Regions from separate parts of the Mus musculus genome. Here region 2 is linked to region 1. Evidence: chromatin contacts called from public promoter capture Hi-C data. All regions are on one chromosome and are shown on one strand. The core of a region is the stretch at or near the end of the contact, and the rest is flanking DNA. Distances in the headings are between cores, read along the strand shown.

The links. Promoter capture Hi-C pulls out the DNA fragments that hold promoters and counts their contacts.
Region 2: a contact with region 1 is called in a promoter capture Hi-C map of neural stem cells. The contact joins the promoter of Atp8b3 here to the enhancer-like site in region 1. A contact is called at or near these places in 18 of 39 promoter capture datasets (the 3T3-L1 cell line, 3T3-L1-derived adipocytes, the C10 cell line and 11 more), 1 of 484 Hi-C or Micro-C datasets (bone marrow-derived macrophages), 17 of 115 datasets of contacts at active chromatin or transcription factors (the 230-238 cell line, the HPC-7 cell line, the SCID.adh cell line and 10 more) and 4 of 9 other capture datasets (adipose tissue, embryonic stem cells, liver and 1 more).

What each region holds. Positions count from the first base shown.
Region 1 is chr10:80,412,108-80,414,807 of GRCm38.p6, forward strand. It overlaps Tcf3 (transcription factor 3), which reads right to left. Exons shown (of 19, transcript NM_001164149.2): 17 at 1,098-1,230; 18 at 720-955. Among named protein-coding and RNA genes, the nearest start is that of Uqcr11, 6.6 kb to the left of the region's middle. Within about 2 kb of position 1,289, at least 33 of the 459 cell types and tissues checked have an H3K27ac peak or open chromatin away from gene starts, as enhancers often do. A contact at or near this core is called in neural stem cells, where this site is marked.
Region 2 is chr10:80,537,747-80,540,446 of GRCm38.p6, forward strand. Atp8b3 (ATPase, class I, type 8B, member 3) reads right to left here and starts at 1,378. Exons shown (of 28, transcript NM_026094.3): 1 at 1,270-1,378.

The sequences.
Region 1 (2,700 bases), core at 39-2,538:
CAGTCAGAACTGGGGCCAGCAGGTATGAAGGAGATCAGGGGGGTGGGGGGGGACGGGGACAGTCGACCTAGAGTGTGACCGGCAGAAAGACAACCTGTGGGACAGTGCAGAGACAGAGTAGGTACAAGGGACAGCTGACATTGGGAACAGCTGGTGTGGAAGAGGGTGGATGTGATGTTAGGTAATGAGGATGAGGACAGTCAGTGTGGATGGTGACAGAGTAGATGGGGACAGTCAGAATGGTTGGGGACAGTCAGTATGGATGGGAACAGTCAGTATGGATGGGGACAGAGTGAGGACAGTCAGTGTGGATAGGGACAGTCAGTGTAGATGGGGACAGACAGTGTGGATGGGGACAGTCAGTGTGGATGGGGACAGTCAGTGTGGATAGGGACAGTCAGTGTGGATGGTGACAGACAGTGTGGATGGTGACAGAGTAGATGGGGACAGTCAATGTGGATGGGGACAGAGTGGATAGGGACAGTCAAGAGTGGATGGGGACAGTCAGAGTGGGGACAGCAGTATGAGGCAGGACTGGTCATTAGTGCCACAGTGTAGCAAACTGGGCAGGGACAGTCAGTTCAGAGAGCAGCGAGTGCAGGGAACCTCCTGTCTGGAGGAGGGGTGCAAGGACTGGTCGGTGAGGGACTGTCACTGCTCTGGCTTGGGCAGCAGGGAAGGAGCATCGCGGAGGCGCGGGGCGCGGGCCGCCCACTGACCTCGCACCTGCTGCTCCAGGCTGAGGATGACGGCCACGGCCTGGTGCAGGATGAGCAGTTTGGTCTGCGGCTTCTCGCTGCTGAGGTGCAGCTGGCACATGCGGCCGAGCTCCTTAAAGGCCTCATTGATGTCGCGGACCCGCAGGCGCTCTCGGGCATTATTGGCCACCCGGCGCTCCTTCTCCCGCTCCGCCTTCTGCTCTGGGGGGAGAAGGTCGTCCTCGTCCTCGTCTGGGCTATGGGGGAGGGGAGCCGGGGGCCAGAGGGAGACAGTGAGGTGATGTGGTGGCCTGCAGGGCCTCCCGGGGTCTGTGTGCACGTGTGATGTGTGTAACATGTGATGTGTGCGTGTATGGCCCAAGGGGTGGGGTTTGGCACCTGGTGCGCGTGCGTGGGACCTTCAGGTCCTTCTTGTCCTCTTCGGCGTCGGCTACTGATGCGATTTCCTCATCCTCTTTCTCCTCCCGCTTGATCTCGCTGGCACCCGCTGTTGTGCCTGCCCTCCCGAGTCCTGAAACAAGCCAGGGATGAGGGGCCCCTTGCCAGGACGCAGCTCCAAACAAACTGAGAGAGGCAGGCTGGATGGCTGCCCTCAACTGGGAGCTGGCTCCCTGCCTGACACTGAAGTCACACTAGACCCTTCACAGAACCAGCAACTGCAGACCTGCTCTGTTTGAAAATGGCAAACCAGCAACTGCAGAACCTGCTCTGTTTGAAAATGGCAAACTCACAAGTTTTAAAACTAGGGGAACAGCTGTCCACTGGTAGCACACACCTTTAATCCCAGCACTTGGGAGGCAGAGGCAGGTAGATTTCTGAGTTTGAGGCCAGCCTGGTCTACAGAGTGAGTTCCAGGACAGCCAGGGCTACACAGAGAAACCCTGACTCAGAAAACCAAAGCAGTGGGAGGAGCAATCCCTGCTATAACCATGGGGCAGGGGGAGAGTCTGTGGACTGGTACAAGAACACACCTGTCACCCCAGCACTGGGAGGCTGAGGTAAAGGGGTTGTAAGTTCAAGACCAGCCTATGATACACAGTGAGGTTGTCTAAAAAAAAAAATCAAAATCAAAATCATAAACCTGGTTGTTGGCACACGCATCAATCCTGGACTTCGGAGGCCAAGGCTAGAGACCAGAAATTCAAGGTCATTCCAAAGCCAGCCTGGGCTACCTGAGAAATTGGGTCAGGATATCAATAACAAGAACTGCCTAGAAAATGTCCACAACAAACATTGAAATACAACAGGCACAATTCGGAGTGCAGACACAGTCTAGGGATTAAGAGCTGAGGGGGGCCTGCATAAGATCATGCACAGCAGACACTGCGTGGGCCTGGGGCTTCCTCTGTGGACGTCATCCTTAGTCTCACCCACGCCCAATCCACCGAGCCCCTCACACAGCCAGTGCTAGCCTTATGGCTCCCAGCGTCACCTGAGGGTGCAGAGGCCAGACATTCCTACCCTGCTCTCTGCTGGCAAAATGTTCCCCACACCCACAGGCCACTGCACACTGGCTTGTCAGAGCTTCCCGTCTCTTCCACCCTCTCGTTCTCCCTACGAGGGCTCTGCTCTGCCCACAGGCCTGTGCACAGGCTGCCTCCTTGCTGGAGGCTCCTCTGTACCCCTGTTCTATTCCCTCCACGTGTGCTGGCCTAACATCTCTACAAGCACTGCATCCCCTATGGGACCGCGCCTGTCCTAAGCCCTCATGTGAAAAGCAAGCACTCCATTTTGCCAGGTTCCTGAGCCCTGCCGTGTGCCTCAGTGCTCCCCAAACAAACCAGCACACAGGCTACATTGAGGACCTGAACAGTCAGTCTACCTGATGGCTCTTGGTCACAAGTGTGTGTGTGTGTGTGTGTGTGTGTGTGTGTGCTCAAAAGGCAGGCAGGGACCAGGGAAAGACATCAAGTGTCCTGTTCTTGTCACTATGACTTATCCTGGAAACACAGAGATTTTCAGCAAAGCTGGCCACCACGCT
Region 2 (2,700 bases), core at 128-2,627, 130 kb after region 1:
AAAAGCCTGTCTCAAAGGAGGAGGAGGAAGAAGAGGAGGAGGAGGAGGAGGAAGAGGAGGAAGAGGAGGAGGAGGAGGAGGAGGAGGAGGAGGAGGAGGAGGAGGAGGAGGGAGACAAAAAGATCTGGCCTTGGGATTGCTAAGTGTAGTGACAGGGTCTCACTCTGCTGCTCTTACACCCATAATTCTGCTCCAGCCTCCTGGAGGAGCTAGGATGACAGACCTGTGCTCTCACTCCTGGCTGGGTCTGGTAACTTAAGACAGCCCTATACCTGGTGACATGGGTCCTCCCTGCTCCCTTCCCGGGGGGCAGATCTTCAACCACCACCTGAGCACTCACCCCATCGGTCCCCCAGTTTACCCATATGCCCCCCACTGTCACCACCCTGCCTGGTGGATTTCTTCCTCACCCTCCAAATTTCACTCTGTACTTCCCAGACCGGCCCGTGGGAATCATGCGCCTCCTGGGGGCTTCCTGAGCAGCTGGGGTGTCCCCCATCTTGCCTCTGGTCACCTCTCTTCTAGAGCTTTCACTGTCTTAATGTCTGCTGAACCCACATTTCCCCCAGGACAAGGAGTCCTGGTGTCTGAGTCATGTGTTTCCCCAGGGCATCTTGGGGCCCCACCTCCTCCTGGCTCAGCACCAGCTCTGGGTATTGGGCTTTTCCCTGATTATCACGTGAGGAAAACTGAGGCTGGAGAGGGTGTGGGAAGGATGTGTGAAGAGATCTTGATTCTAGGGAACACTCTAGTCCAGGGGTTCTTAACCTTCCTAATGCTATGACCCTTTAATAAGTTCCTCATATTGTGGGGACCCCAACGACAAAATTGGTTTTGTTGTTATTCCATGACTAATTTTGCTACTGTCATGAAGCATAATGCAAATATCTGTTTTTTTCAGATCGTCTTAGGTGGCCCCTGTGAAAGGGTCGTTTGACCCTCCCCAGGTTGAGAATTGCTACTGCACTCAGTCTTCCTTTCCAATGTTTTTCAAAGTTTCCAAAATCTTCCTGTTCCAAAGTGTTCCTGCCCACTCACCAGACACCCCATTAGCAGTATTCCCCAGCGGCCATGACGCACAGCCCTAGTGAACTCTAGTGGTCACCAAACTGTCCTGTAGGTAAGCTCCACCTCGGTGTCTGGTTTTATGAACCTCAAGGGGGCACCATCTCCTGTCTCAAGTGCTGGCATCCGGGCCCAAGACCCCTAGAGCACAGAGAGGTCACAGTGGCGCCCAAGGATGCACAACTCGTGAGCATCGGTGCTCACCTGCGAGGGCCGGGCTTGGTGGGGCCTGGCTGCCTAGGGCGGGCCGCCAGCGGCGTCCAGGGCCGCCGATGTTGTGGAGCTGTTAGCCTGGTGCCAACGGGTCTGAAACGGGTGGCGCGGGCTCGTGGGGCGGGGCATTGCGAAGGGGGCGGGGCCTACCAGAGCCTTAAGGCCTGCAGCTTAAGGGCAGGAGAAGGATAGGACCAGGCGACAGGGGCGGGGCCTGGAGAAGGTGGGGCCTAGTTGAATGGCACAGAGGGTAAGGGTAGAGCCTGGAGTTGTGGGCGTGGCTGAGTCTTCGGGGTGTGGTCAGGTCTCGTGGGCGGAGTCGTGTTTTAGGAGCTTGGCAGAGCCAACCTTGTGCTACAAACCAGGCTTATGGGTGGAGCAAGAATTAATTGTACAGCCAGGCGTAGTGGCATACGCCTTTAATCCCAGCACTCGGGAGGCAGAGGCAGGTGGATTTCTGAGTTCGAGGCCAGCCTGGTCTACAAAGTGAGTTCCAGGACAGCCAGGACAGCTATACAGAGAAACCCTGTCTCAAAAAAAAAAAAAAAAAAAGCGGAGACCAGGCTTCCAGGGGAGTCTATTCCTGGTGAGCGTGGTATTACATCTCAAGGATGGGACAATGCTTTGTGGGCGGAGGCATGAGTCAAGGGCCAGGAAGGAAGGAAGGAGGGAGGGGGTTTGGGTAAACTAGAAAGGACAGGAAAGCCTTGGGAAGAGGTCAGGGAGGAAAGGCAGGGGTCTGGCATCTGGAATCTCTGCGGGCAAGGCCAAGATAAGGCCAGCCGTAGAACAGAAAAGGGTCAAGCCAGGCAGTGGTGACACATGCCTTTAATCCCAGTACTTGGGAGGCAGAGACAGAGGCAGGCCTGGTCTACAGAGTGAGTTCCAGAACAGCCAGGGCTACACAGAGAAACTCTGTCTTGAAAAACCAAAAGGAGGAGGAGGAGGAGGAGGAGGAGGAGGAGGAGGAGGAGGAGGAGGAGGAGGAGGAGGAGGAGGAGGAGAAAAGAAGAAAAGGGTCAAGTCATGATCCAGGGAGGGAGGCAGAGACTAGGGCATGGCTGGGGTATCAGGGACAGGCTCAGAAAAGGTGGGTCTGAGCTTCATTCTGCAGGGCAGGAGTTAAGTTCAAACTGGTCTCAAGCTTTATTATGTAGGGGAATGCAGATTAATCCTCCACCCTATATAATGACAGCAGCCTCTCACTGAGCTACATCTCCTGCATTTGGGAAGAGCATCTTCCAAGCACACTAAGCACAGTATACTCCAGCCCAACTAAACATTGCTGAATTGGGGATTAGGAGTGGGAAGGTTGCACACCAGTGAGCACGGTTGAGCCAGGTCTGTATCTGTCATGCCTAAGTGGGAAAGGGAGCCCACAAGGCACTGATGGGCTATGTTGATACCTGTGTACAGTGGATG